Linked DNA regions of Zea mays: region 2 is linked to region 1. Evidence: chromatin contacts called from public Hi-C data. All regions are on one chromosome and are shown on one strand. The core of a region is the stretch at or near the end of the contact, and the rest is flanking DNA. Distances in the headings are between cores, read along the strand shown.

The links. Hi-C and Micro-C count contacts between places; a contact is called where the count stands out from the background.
Region 2: a contact with region 1 is called in a Hi-C map of leaf, with 8 times the contacts expected there. The contact joins the promoter of LOC103630548 here to the enhancer-like site in region 1. A contact is called at or near these places in 12 of 25 Hi-C or Micro-C datasets (bundle sheath, ear, endosperm and 3 more) and 2 of 3 datasets of contacts at active chromatin or transcription factors (leaf and seedling).

What each region holds. Positions count from the first base shown.
Region 1 is chr6:167,565,078-167,572,385 of Zm-B73-REFERENCE-NAM-5.0, reverse strand. LOC100384100 (a long non-coding RNA gene) reads left to right here. Exons shown (of 1, transcript NR_146418.1): 1 at 1-4,205. Among protein-coding and RNA genes, the nearest start is that of LOC100384100, 8.2 kb to the left of the region's middle. Within about 2 kb of position 3,060, at least 14 of the 20 cell types and tissues checked have an H3K27ac peak or open chromatin away from gene starts, as enhancers often do. A contact at or near this core is called in bundle sheath, ear, leaf and 3 more, where this site is marked.
Region 2 is chr6:167,657,562-167,664,869 of Zm-B73-REFERENCE-NAM-5.0, reverse strand. LOC103630548 (probable calcium-transporting ATPase 6, plasma membrane-type) reads right to left here and starts at 4,315. Exons shown (of 7, transcript XM_008651597.4): 1 at 3,991-4,315; 2 at 952-1,006; 3 at 1-863. The coding sequence starts at 4,188.

The DNA.
Region 1 (7,308 bases), core at 1,811-4,310:
TGATATTTTTTTTTGCTTGGGCTTGTCATCGTGGATTATGTGTTGGAGGTACTAACTTATTCTTGTATATGAACCATGATACTTGTGAGACTGCTTCGAACCTGTTACATGGTGACTTGAGAGCTATTGTACCAGCCCTGCTTCAAACTCGTGACATGGTGACTTGAGACCTCTCTCGCATTTGTACCAGGCCAGTCCTTTATGAACCAGAATACTACGTTAATATTCAGATACTTCTAATTTAATCTGCAGTGGTAGAAGGTAATGATCATGTTTTAACTTCAGAGATTCAACTGGAGATCGCTAGAACTACAGTACTACAACTTACATTTAATCAAGCTTGTTTCTGCTTTATCATGCTATGCTCTGACTGAAGCATTAATTCTTGTGCTGCTGGTATTCTGTGTTCTGCAGACCATTTAGCTCAAATAATTGGTAGTTCAACTGTCATAATGTTCGGTTTGGGATTTCTATCTGTGGATGCTTCGTCTGGCTTATCTATGCTTTTAGGTGCTTCATCTGGCTTATCTATGTTTTTGCGCTCTCGCTGTTGCATGTGTTGCAGGATGTTGACAATTGGAAATCCATGTAGCAAATAAATGATTTTGGAACTGGGGGCAGGTCAGAGTCTAGAGCATGTTATGTTGGTTTTGTCACTTGTTTTTGGTGATTTCAGATCTGAATGGCTGACATTCTGTCTCTCCATCGATATTTAATAGTAAAGCAAGGTTTGAGACCTGGATTTATTGGGTACTGTAGACATTGGAGGTGGATTTTCCTCAATTGGAGATATTGGCAAATTGGAAAAAATTGTGACTTGACCTGTGCTGCAAAAACCTTTAAACAAGGAGGCTTCTAATTCATCTCTATGAACAGTCCTCTCCAGTTACTTTTTGAACCAGTAACTTTTTCAAGTTTGTGCAGATGCACACAGAAGCTGAGAGAGAATTTCCAACAATTGTTGTCTCCAGAGTCCATCCTTGTTCCACTGGCCATTTGGTTCGCCTTGGATTTGAAGGTTCATTAAGTCTATCTATCCTTGAACCAAAATAGAAAAAAAATCATAGAAGAGTTCTTTGGTAAATATAAATTGTGCACTAATAATTTTGCAAGTTGCATCTATGGATACCTTCACTTTTGGTATCCAGAGAAAACCTGTGCATTAAATGTGAAGCTTGATGACTTGGACTGACCTGTTGTTTGCATGCTCTGCGGTAGTTAGATGATTCACATGATCACAACCACGGCGATGCTGTGCAGAGTTTGCTCTAACTACTCTAACTATTGACTGCACATCACCTTCCGGCTCACTTGTTTGAGACACATCTTATAATATTCTTCAATCTAACCAGAGCTCACCTAATACTTCTGCTCATATCAGCCATTTTTTTGGATCCAGATGTCTGATAAGTTGATGGATGTTTGGTTGGATTTCTGCAGTTGGAGCTAAGGTGTGGATTGCTAGTTAGACATTCTGAGTTCTAGACATTTCCATCTATGGAGTCTTCCTTCCAGTGATAAATTATTCTATGCACTAACTTTATTTTTAAGCTGTCTTTAACCTATATGCCATCATACGATGGTGCAGGTTCACTATTATTCTTGATTTAAGATTTTTAAAACAATTGGTTCCTAGTAGGATGTTTTACCTGAGCGTATGACCGTATGTTCATATTTTATAGTCCAAAATTCTCGATTTCTCTGTTAGGGCCCATACTAATGTTAGTCTAGTTCTTGGATTGCTTCTGATTGTACTTTGGTATAACCCCCTTACTCAATATGGCCATTCTTTATCAAATTCATCATATTGCACAGTTCCTTTCAGTAATATATTAGGCATTAGATATTATTATCAGCAAATGCTACTTGCTAACCGTATTCCTTTTTGAGTTGTAATATGTGAAATCTGAGAGATCGATCTTGTGGCACCGTTAGTTTTGTTGGTTATCATTAGATTGATTGCCTGGAACAAATGGAACACCTCCTCAGTCTGGTTTGTGACGTTGGCCCCCTTGCCTTTTTAGAACATTGTTCATTTGTTCTGTAATTTCCTCACTCTGGACTTTCCATCTGACGCATCTTATCCTTTGTGGAACAATAACCAAGAAAGATTCTGCTGCTTCTGTTCCTGCCAAAAGTAAATCTGTCTGAACAAACTTGTTTGGCTGAACTATTGTTGCCCTTGATTACATATGTGACTGTCTTGGGGATGCAACTGTGGAGTCTTTGAGATGGAACTGTCCTTTGTGGAACAATAACCAAGAAAGATTCTGCTTCTTCTGTTCCTGCCAAAAGTATATCTGTCACAAACTTGTTTGGCTGAACTATTGTTGCCCTTGAATACACAAGCCTATGTGACTGTCTTGGGGATGCAACTGTGGAGTCCTTGAGATGAAACTGGATTTACACAAAAGTAAATCCTTTGTGGACTAGCAGTAGTTGCATATACATGGATGGGTTGAAGTTTAGCCATCCTGGTTCATATTCATGTAGTGCAGTTCATATTCATGTTGATATGCAATACAGGTTGGTGTTTGTTCAACTTGAATGCAAGCTAGGATCGGTTGCTTCTATTTATGTAACTCTGTATTATCTCCAGATTAGTATATTCATATATTCATCTTGTTATATGGTGCACTAGGATCTTGAACAATAATTTTATTGGAGCTGGTTGTTGTGGCAATGGAGCATCTTCTACCTAGGCCAAATGAGATGGAGTCTGTGGCATGTTTTGGTTTGAGTCCGGTCATTCCATGATTTTTATTGGAGCTGGTCTTGTGGCAATTGAGCATCTTGAGCCTAGGCCAATCTAGATGGAGGACTCCTAGTTTTATTGGCGAAGATGTTTTTGTGGAGTCCGATCGTTCCATGATTTTTATTGGAGCTGGTCTTTGGCAATTGATGAGCATCTTCTTCCTTGGCCAAATTGGATGGACTCTAGTTTTGGTTTGAGTCCGACCATAGAATGATTTTTATTGGAGCTGGTTCTTGTGGCACTTGGGCATCTTCTCCCTTGGCCAAATAGGTGGACTCACTAATTTTGTTGGACGAGATTAACTGTGGAAGGTTTCGATGTTTTACAATTGGAACACATTCACTGTTCATTCCTGAGTATTTAAACGCGATACTTCAGATACCTTCTCGTACTAGGTTTACTTATTGATCATAAAAAAATTCCTGTTTTTTTACGTAGCGTCTTTGTTGCTTCTCTGTTGTTTTACACATGTGCTCTGCTGCTTTGTATTTTACTGCTTCTTTGTTGTTTTACACATGTGCTCTGCTTCTTTGTTATTTTACACGTGTGCTCGATGTTCATCCATAAAATATGCTAAAAGAATAGCTACTTCGTTTGGCGCAAAAACCAGTTACGTGTTTTGTTTATTTTTATAATGTCTGAGAACATGATTTTTTTTTTGTTGTATTATTTGTGTTCCCTGTTTGTTTGTTTGTTTGCGGTTTAACACTGCCTTTGCCGGTCCCAAGCCCGGATGCGAAAATGTGGAGGGAACTGCAGGTTGCTTGGCGAACCGTTCAGGTTTAGTGTTGAGACTTCCTTTTAAGACATGCTGTGCCACTGAATGAACGCATCATAATGAACTTGGACAATTGTCAGGCGCGCAGCAAGTTGCTTACCTGAACCCGTTTCATCTATTGAGATGTGGGAATTAAAGTTTGAGCCACAGGCACCGGCTGACAGACTTATCATGAAAGCGTCTTCGAAATGGACACCTAACGCGCGTTAATATTGTTTATCTTAAATTAGCGTACCTCAACGTTATCGTGGAGATAAACCAGCATATCAATAGCAGTATCTATCCAGCTCCTTTTTTTACGCTACCTGGACGTTTTTAGCTAATTTTATCAGACCTAGCAGTAATCACAGAGCTGTCAAACAAAACTGTCAAACAGAGCAGAAAGATGAAGTTTTCTGAAACTGAGGAAATAACCATACCCTAAAGTTCGCTGCTCGCAGCGTCGGCATGGTGTGCTTCATTGATAATGTGTGTTCAGACGGGAGAAGGAGAGAAAGCGTGGGGCACGTCACACGTAGGAGGGTGTGTTTGGTTTGGCTTTGGCTTTTGCCTCTCTAAAAGCCAAAAGCCAACCAAAGGGCTGGATCCAGGAAGCAGCTTTTTCTAAAACCTGACTTTCTCGCAGTGTAAATCTGAAAGCATCCCTGGATCTGCTTTTAGTGGCTTTTCGGATGAAACTGTGAAAACATATATCGAAGAACTTTTAATGACTTTTAGTGATTTCCACTAAACGGTTTTTAGCTTTTTAACAGCTTACAGCCTACAGCAGCTTTTTCTACAGCTCACAGCCCACAGTAACTTTTTTCACAGCCACAGCCCAACCAAACAGACCCGGAGTACAAGAGGACAATATTCTTCTAATGGTAAAATGCATTTTCGGTCCTAAATCTTGTCTACATGTGTCAATTCGACCAATAAATAAATAAAATGTCTGTTTATATCTCTGTTACGTTCTAACGTTCGCCGGTTAGTGGGGGTATGGCACCCTAATTTCGGGATGGGGGGTCTCACCGGCGTCGGCGTGCACCACGGGCCGCTGCTCACCGTGATTAAGTGTTTGTGTTGGATTGTCCACGGCAATTACTAGACCAATAAGCTCGGGATGTCTTGGGCTTGGTGTCAATGTCACGGGGATCCGGGATTTGCAACTCGGGTGCCAGGTCGTTTGTCTCGGTGGGCTCGCCGCCGCGCCACCGTTTGGTCGCGCCGAGGGTAGGAGATGACGGGGGGCGTTGGATTGGTACCGACGGCTCGGATTAGCGGCAGGTTACCGTTTCGGTGAATGGAATCATGACCGTTGATATTGAATCCTAAGGCTGAATGCAGATCGCGTTTCATAAAACCTTATCCGTCGATCTTAGATCCTGCGACCCTTAACCCGTACCGGTTCAATTTAGGTTAGTCGTGATTGTGTTCGTTCGGGTTTGATCGGACGGTTGGGATCGCATGTGGTCATGACGCCAAGGTAGAATTGTATAAGAGCCCCTCTACTTCCGCGGTATCAACCCGTAGTCCTGGCGGACGAATTCTGAGTCTTATGAATAGTTGTGCAATGGCCCCAGTTTTCGGTTAAATCTTGCGCCGAGTCCAGGAGCTAGAAAATCAAGGGAAAAGGAAATATCAATTTATTTTATTGTAAAAATAATTGTTAGAACTTATTTAATTCCTAGCAAATTCATATTAATTTCAAATTGATCCATTCCAATTTCTATAATTTTGTAATAATGTTGTTCATCACATAGTGTCTCTATTTTGACATGAAAATCGTATTAAAATTTATCTCTTAGTTAATCATGTATCAAATACATAAAACCTTCATAAATTCTTTTTCCTATGATCATATTTTAATATGTAGATTATTAATATGAATTTTGTATACATGTTTGGTGTGATAGTAATTTCCTCTTTGTACTATGCTTGTTTGTATTGTGGCGAGTAGAAGAGCCAGTGTCTGGTGATTCCGGTGTTCAGCAGGTAGAAGTTGCTGAGCAGGAGCTCTTTGAAGGCAAGTTGTGCCCTTGACCACTTTTATTACTGTAGGATCTAGGACACCGGCTAGAGGGGGGGTGAATAGACGGTTTTGACTAAAATAAAAAACACTAGGGAAATTTAATCAATATAACAAGAGGTATAAATTCTCTAGTGATAACAAGTGAACAATCTATGAGAATCAACTAGGGTGATTGAATACTTGAAGAACAATATGCAAAATACTAATCACTTGCACGGCAATAAGTAATGCAAGAAAGTAAAGACACCGAATTTTATCTCGTGGTATCGGTGATTTTCTGATCACCCCTAATCTATGTTGAGGTGGACTTCAAGCTCTCACTTGCTCCTCTATCAAGACACGGCTTGATCATTGAGCCAAGTGGACAAGAAATCACTCAATACCTCGATTCCACTAATGTCACCTTTGCCGCTCCGGCGAGGTAGGCGCGAACCCCTCACAATCAACACCGCGACTTCTCCACAATCTTCTTGGAGAACTCGACGGAGACAATCACCCGAGCCGTCTAAGAGGCGGCAACCTCCAAGAGTAACAAGCCGATGACGCTTGTTCGGTGTACCACCTAGTGCCTCAAGAATCACCGATGGATGCAAATGCACTAGGAACACTCAATCTCTCACTAGAATGCAATCTCAAGCAAAGAGTGTGAGAGAGTGAGTTGGAGGATCACAATTGAGCTCAATGTATGCAAGGAATAGCCAAGAGAGCCCTCACACACGAGCTCCCCTTCTATTTATAGCCCCCCCACTCAAATCCAACCGTTATGACCAAAAGGCACAAGTTCTGCGCACATGCAGACGGTCCGCACCCTAGGGCCGGACGGTCCGCCGAACACATAACGACTATTTTTCCCATTTGAAATCTGTCAGAGCTGTCAGAAAAGTAAGGTCCGGACAGTCCGCCCACCTTGGCCGGACCGTCCGCGACCTGGCAACTTGGAGCACCAGAGCTCTGGCCAAGTGGAGTTAACATAAACGGACCGTCCGCCTACAAGGCCGGACGGTCCGAGACCTGGAGACAGTACTGTCCGGGCTTATCCTCCGGACAGTCCATAGTACAAATCCCAAAAACCACACAGTCCCTGCCCAAACCAAATTTGGCACCTACGGACGGTCCGTCCATCAAGGTCGGACGGTCCGCACTATAATTCAGGGACTGTGCCGAGAGCAGCCTCCTCTGGTCAGGACTGCGGACGGTCCGGCCCCAAGGCCCGGACGGTCTGCAGTGCAAATGAACAGGACCTGTCCGAAGTTGATAGACTTCAGACCCCACTGGAGGATCGCGGACGGTCCGCCCTCAAGGTCCGGACGGTCCGCGCATCCCAAGACTTTGCACTTTTCAAACAAGCTTTTGAAAGGATTTTTAACTCATGAATTTGAAGCGTTGTTAGTCCTCATGCAAATGCAACCACTAGATGCTCTATGAGGCACTAAGCTTTACACAAATCAAAGTCATTGGCCCCTCTTAATAGTACGACTATCTAACCTACTAATCCGGTCAAGTATCTTCTCTAAACTTCTGAAGACCGGCAAAAACAAAACCTATGTTATACCTTTGCCTTCACTTGATCCACAACCAATGCTTATAAATCTCCAAGATTTCCTGTTCTATGTGGTCCAACCCTGCATTCTTATTTCTCCAAGAACCGTTAGTCCACAAACAGTTGTCATTAATTACCAAAACATCACTAAGGGGCCTAGATGATTCACAATCTCCCCCTTTTTGGTAATTGATGACAACACTACACAATATATTCAAGAGAAC
Region 2 (7,308 bases), core at 3,066-5,565, 91 kb before region 1:
AAATGTGAGGATAGCAAACGCCAGCCCGATCTGTCCAATGATCGTGGCCACACCATTGAGCTTAACTTGTAAAGGGGTTTCATCCACTCCATCAGCACTCAGAGTATCCATGACTTTGCCCCATTCAGTACGCATACCAACAGCAGTCACAAGCATCTTGGCAGTCCCATCTACCACCTTACTTCCAGCATGAACGAAAGGCTTTTCTTCAGAAACATCAACTGGTTCGCTCTCGCCTGATAAGCTAGATTCATCTATGACTAGGCAGTAGCCAGAGATGAACAGGCCATCTGCAGGAACCACATCGCCTACTGAAAGATGCAAGATGTCACCCACAACCAGATCATGAATCAGTACCCTTTTGGTTTTCCTATCTCTAGTGACAAGGGCGTATATCTTCTTTTTCTCGTAGTCCAGCTCCATGAACTTCCGTGACTGTTTGTAATCACTGGATGCTGTGACCAGCACCACCAACAAAATGCTGGTTATTATGCCAAGGCCGTCATAGATGCCCTTCGGCCATCCCTCAGTGGCAAGGCCAACCATTAGAGAAACAACGGCACAAACGATTAGAATAATCAACGTCAGGTCATGCAACGCATCCCAGACAAACGTCCAGAAGCTTCTAGGAGGTTTCTCGGTGTGCTTGTTGCTGCCATACAGCTTCTGTCTGGTTGCTATTTCAGTTTCCTTGATGCCATCATCCAATGATGCCTTGATTTTCCTAGATATTCCACTGATTCCACCATGTGACTTGAGGATCGTAGAGTCTTCACGGATTCCAGTAATTGCTGCCAGTTCATCTGGACTGATACAAAATCCTTCTTCGATAAGCTCAGGAGATAGGTGGTATCGTCTTATACCTGTGTGATTTTGTGATCAAGGTTAAATGCAACAGGGTGATGATAGTAAGAGAAGAAAGCCAGACAGTATCAGTTGATGAATCCACACCGTCCATAAAATGCAGCGCTGCCTTGTGCACATTAATTACAACCTGAACTTTTCCCTGGTAACAAACGCAAATATCATTCTTCAAAAAAAAAACGCAAATATCTCTTAGACAAGGAAACATATTTTGTACTCATCCCTACATATATAACGTTTTCCAAAAAAAAACTTTAGAAAATAAGAGTCATGAATTACTATTAGACTTTGACTGTATGTTTTTATGCTGGATCTTGTATTCAAATAGTTCACGATCAGTAATTGCAAAAATATTATGATAACTTAATGATATTAGGTCATGATCAGTAATTGCATTCCATACATCGTGCTCACCCTATCTTTTTTTTGAAATAAATAGCAGAAGCTCTGCCTAATCATTAAAATGAGAGAGTTCAGAAAACACACTGTACAAGTCCAAAGACCGAGACAATACAGACAATCAAACACCATGTGAGGAAGGCTTCCAACAGACCCGCACAAAGCAGCTAAACCACTGCAGCAGCCCTGTTGCTGGAGAACATAGCTCTCTTGAAAGTGAACACATTCTCTTTAATCCTCAAGGCTAATTGGATAGGGATAAGGCCGCTGTTTTCAAATATCCTCCGATTTCTCTCCTTCCAGATGTTCCACATGGTGTATACATCGTGCTCACCCTATCACCCATTTTTCTCATGTTTGCATCATGACAACCACGTAGAAATCAAGATGATGAAATTATCGAGTTTGGCCATGAGGGAAGCCCGTGATCGAAGATGCAACGAGGAAGGCACCTAACATCTTGAACTCCTATTTTATATTGAAACTGAAATCATATTGTTTTAGTGTTAGCTTCTATCTATATTGTACCTCCCTTATGCACATTCGTCCGCCAGCACCATGCGTTCGCGCCACCCGCTAGACCGTCACTCCCTCCCTCCCTTATGTCAAGCCCAACAGTCTGTCGCTGATGCCCTATACTCTGCACTGTAGATGGCCAAACAGACCTCTATACTCTGCACTGTAGATGGCCAAACAGACCACACGGCCGACATTGGCATTGACACTATAAGCGGCGGAGGGCAAAAGGAAAACAAGGTAGGGCAATTTACCTAGTAGCTAATAGAAAAATGAGAAAAAGTGAGCAAATATTGCAACATTGTGGGAATCAAACCCACAACCTGTAGATGCAAAGGTCGGAGTGCAACCACCCGCCACATACACCTTCATCATTAGAACGAAAGATACAAAGGTTTTGAAAGTTGAGGTATGGCAGCTGACATACTAAGGCATACCGATTCCTTTGCCACTTGACACTATAAAGCATGATACTATTAGGCACGATACTATTAGATATTGTTAATAATCGTGTCGTGTTGTGTGTGTTAGCACTAGTACCTAACATCGGCCCAGACACGACACTATAATGCTTAATCGTGCCATACCACCATTATAATATGACACTAGGACCTAGTAGTGTTTGTGCCAACCTAAGTACTATTTCACTTTAAGAGCTCAAAAAGATCTAGAACATCTTTAAGATTACATATATAATTTTAAAATATGAACATTGAAACCATTATAGGACGGGTTTATTATATTTAAAACAATAACAATTCACAATCACATAGACACATACATCACAATCACATTTATGGACCGCCAGTTCGCCTAAGTCGTGTATAATCGTGCCAACAACTTAATTGTGTCGTGCTCATGTCGGGGGTGACGACCTTGGACCCCGTACCAGCACATGCACTATATATATCGTGTCAATGTCGTATCGAAGTACTACGGGTCCTATCGTGTCTAACATCGACCCATTTAGCACGCCCCACATGACCGTATATAGTATGTACCACGTTCATGTATGTCGTAATCATCAAAGCTCCCAACCTCCCAGTCATCTCATCCACTACCACCGCGCCTACACCAAATTCCCCTCCTCCTGCTCCATCTTCGGCGTAGACTCGGATCCTCTGCACTGCAGAGGACATCTGTGACCATATGTAGATCCACTCGCTAGATCCACCTAATAGCCTCTACAGTCGACTGACTGCAGAGGATCTAAATCCTTTGGTCCCTGAGGCAAGACCTTCTTGGTCTCCATAATGGTCGACACCACCGGCGATGACGAGGTCATCGGGATGCCGCCGTGATTCGAAACGGAAGGGTGGACAGCTAGAGCTCATGGATTGGGCTTACCCGTGATGGCGAAGTAGGGCCAGCGGGAAGGAGTTCATGGACCTGGAAGCGCAGCCTTAACCATCTCTTCGACACTGATGACTTGCTTGCTCGAGGTATGGCTGGCGTGGCACTAGTGCCTCCTCGCGTGCCATGTGGCGGCATAGCCAGCTTGCTCGCCAAGCAAAAACGTGGCTGCTGGCACGACCACTTGTCTTTAGGCTATTCTCAAATGCACATTTAATAGTGTATCATATCAGTGTTTTAGATGACATGCCATACATTTAAGATGAATGAGTTTTGTGAGATAAAATTAGTTTTATGGGGATAAAACCATGTCAACACGTTTCCAATGCCTTAGAAACCGTGTGAAACCTTCATTAAGAGTGATTTGTTTCATCTTCACATATTTTACTAATTTCTATTGTTCATTCAGTTGTAGCATTTAATTGGTAGGTTAGTCTACCAAATAATGAAGTGAATTTTTGCATTTAGAGATACTGTTTCATTCTTAGTTTTATGACACTCTTGATGATGTGGTAGTGTTGTAAAGAGGGTTACGAGGCCTTTTTTGAGAGTGGTGCTGAAGGAAATGAAGTCGATGAGTCGATGAAAAACGATCAAGCTCCTGAGTAGCGATATGGATCTCGAGTACAAAGGCAAAGCAATGGCCTGCCAGAGGTGAGCGTGCTCGTCCACATAACGTACCACGGCTCAAGGCTGATCCGGACCGAGGAAGTTTCCTAGCAATTTCGCAAGCCCGTAATGCGCATTCACTGTTTTGAACGGCGCAATTCAACGAAAGCGACGCGGAGAAGGATTCCAATTCTACGGCCTGTACGGCTGTACAGCTGCGCCGGTGCCGGCCCAGAGGGAGGTACGTACCAGGATGTTGCGGCGCTGGGCGTCGTCGAGGGCGTGGAGGCCTGAGAACATGCGGAAGCGGCGGCGGCGGTTGCGGACGACGAGGCCGACGGCGCGGCGCCAGCGGAGGCGGGCCTCGCTGGGCGGGTTCTTGGCGGGGATGTCGAAGTGCTCGTTGAGGTAGCTATCGATGCTCCAGCTCTTGCTGCCCGAGTCCATGCCGGCGCCGCGTTGCGCCTCTGCTCTCGCGCTTCGCCTTCTCCCGCGCTGCGTGCGCTCGCTGCATTGAAAGGCCGGAAGCGGAAGGAATATAAACCAGCAAAACTATTGAAAGGCCCCCACTTGTGTGACAACTGACAATATATAAAGTCCAAAAAAATCCCCCCTCTCCCACCGAAGTAGTGGTAAACGTCAAACGTTTGAAATTTCTGATAGGATATGAACTACGGCAGGGGTGGGAAAAAAATGTGATGCAAGTAAATTTTCATGTGACTGCACGAGGTATGCGTTCGTGGCTAAAAAAGAAAAAATAATGAAGAGCTTGAAACTTGTTAGCAAGTTCTTTTCTTCACACACACCTTGGAAGTTGGAACGATGCACAGAATTGGCAGCGAAATTTCAAGACGCTTCCCGGGAATGAATTATATATACATGCACCCAGTTCATGCGCAGGACAGGCTCTAACAGCTAGCTAGCTGGCCTTTTCTTTAACCGAAGCTGTTAAACTTCGAAGATAAGCACTCCAAACGCTCAAAATGTCAACTGATTCAGACGACGGGAGAGCATCAATTCTTCATTTACACTAAAAGCTAGAAGAAAAAACTCTACTTCACCAAGCTCATTGTTATATTTTATTGAGGATAACAGAGAATTAATTCTCATCAGCTCTTCACTCTAGGACTAAGATAGAATCACTCTACCAGAAAATCAAGGAATAGAGCTGAAGTATTAAAGAGCGGAGCTCCCCTAAACGGCTAAACAAGACCTTTATCACTAAACCAAAGGAAAATAAGGTTTAGAGATCAAGAATTTAAGAGAAAATGAATATCAGCCTATTTTGTAATTGGGGGTGGAAAATCGAAACTGGAAATAGAATTTGGCAAAAAAAAATGCACAAAAAATAAATAAGGGTGGTACCCTCCGTTCATTTTTATTTGTCACACTTTAATTCAAAAATACACTATCGAATGATAAATATTTGAGAACGGAGATAGTATTACACAACTCAAAAAGAATAATAATAACTCCTCGTGTGGAATGATTCGTTGAAAGTTACAAATATCTAATTGAGGGGTAGGTCCATGGTGGTGGGCAATGGTACAGCTACAAGCTTTTGCATGGTAGATGGCGTGACCAATGTTAGGACTTTCCTTGGGTGATTTCGATCAACAAAGGGAATGCAGAGATACGGAAAAAAACACAAAGTAAACATATTGAAATGCATAAGTAAACAACATTATAGCATCCAAGACTTGCCTTGATCGGGCGACAAACCTAAGGAAACTCGGACATGACCCTGGCTCCACGACGCTCTATATAAACTAAGAGAGGATTTATTCTCTGAATGAGTCAGTGCATCCACCAATCCTTATCGATCACTAAGAAGCGCTGGAGAGGTCAGATGCATGTGCTCCGCATCCAAGCCAATGCCGGTGGCGCCCAGAGGGACGCGCTACGCCCCCAAGCCACTGAAGCGTCGATTCAGAGCTTGTGCTCTTGAATTGGTGAACTCCATCACCTCTGCTACCACTACACCAACCAGAGAGATCGTTATAAGTGTCGTATACAATTTTCCTACCCAATTCCGTATAAGATTAAGTTATATACGTGATCTACTGATCCTGTAATAGACTAAGAGATCTTGTAGGTAATCACTCATTATGTTAATCCTATTTTTAACTAATATTTGGTATCATAGCCATCTTAGTCTATCTAGATCCATCACCAGCACCTAAGTCTTAAGGATGAGCCCCTGATCATGTTGGTTTTGATTGGTTTGTGCCAGATAGTGGATAATGATGTGTTAGATGCTTGTTTTATGTGAAATTAGCCTCAGTATATTAGATTCATGCAAGCATCATGCACGATTTGATATTTAAGTTTAAGTTTTTCCTTAACAAGTTCAAGTTTTAGTTCAAATTCTTGAGCTATCTAAAATTCCATGACCCTAGTGAGAAAAATATGCGCCTAATTTAAGTAGATCAGTGTATGTTTAGGCCAAATCATGATGATTAAAGTTAAGAAATTAAGGTTAGATTAAGGATTGAATTGTGGAGTAGGTCTAGGGTTTCACTGTTTTCACGAAATTAGTCCAACTTAAGAGCAATTAGAGGCTAATTCATGAAACTAAGCATGCATAAGCAATTAGGAGGGAAATTGCATGATTAGAAAGCCAAATTAGAAAATTCCCAAAATTACCATCCCATAACCCTAACCCTAAGATGAGAAGAGACCTACCAAGTTCCTATTGACGGCCACATGTGGCATAATGAGCCATCGCGCGTGGACGTTGTAGTCCTGTCTGACGAGTGTGATGGTCATGAGACGCATGTGCAACCATGGGTCGCCATGCCAGACGCATCGTGACCCGACTCGTCACATGGCTCACGATCCGCCGTGCACGAGTGGATCTGGCAGAGCATGGTGTGGACCCTAAGACTGGTCCACTGTTGCTCTCGCTAGACCCAGAGTCGGCATGTCACTCGTCGTCCTTAATGTGTGTGCGCTTGCCATCGAAAGAAACACCTAGGTGGAACCCCTCGACAGAGTCGCACACGACTTGCTTATATGCGGCGCTAGCGAGAAGGCCCACAAAGGTGCTAGTGTCGGGACGAGGCACGACAACATCAATGGTGGTGATGCGAGCGCAAGCTTGGGCTTCGAATGATGTTGGAAGAAAAGAGGAGATGAATGAGCTAGGGTTTCTCGATGTAGGGTCGTCTCTGAGTCTTTTTTGCCCTGGTGCAAAACATAAAAGTAGGTCCTATGACCTACAATATATAGGGATAGAAGTAGTCTAAAATAGACCCTTTTATATTTGATCCTTTTACCTTTGATCTATTATCATATTCCTGCCCTCTCATATTATCCACTTCAAAGTCAAGTTTTTGTAGTTTATTTTGTAAAACATCAAACAATATTTATTGACTTATATTATTTATTTTCAGAAAACCCAATTTTGGGGGCAAAATTTTCGGGACCCTGTGTCATCGCCCCAATTAAACTAGGCAGTGGACTAGCCTATCTGAATGCAACGCGTGTAAGGATTGTATGGAACAGACGAGCAGTTGAGTTGGTTAGGCTGACTGCGTGGACCGGCTAACGGATCATAGCGCACAT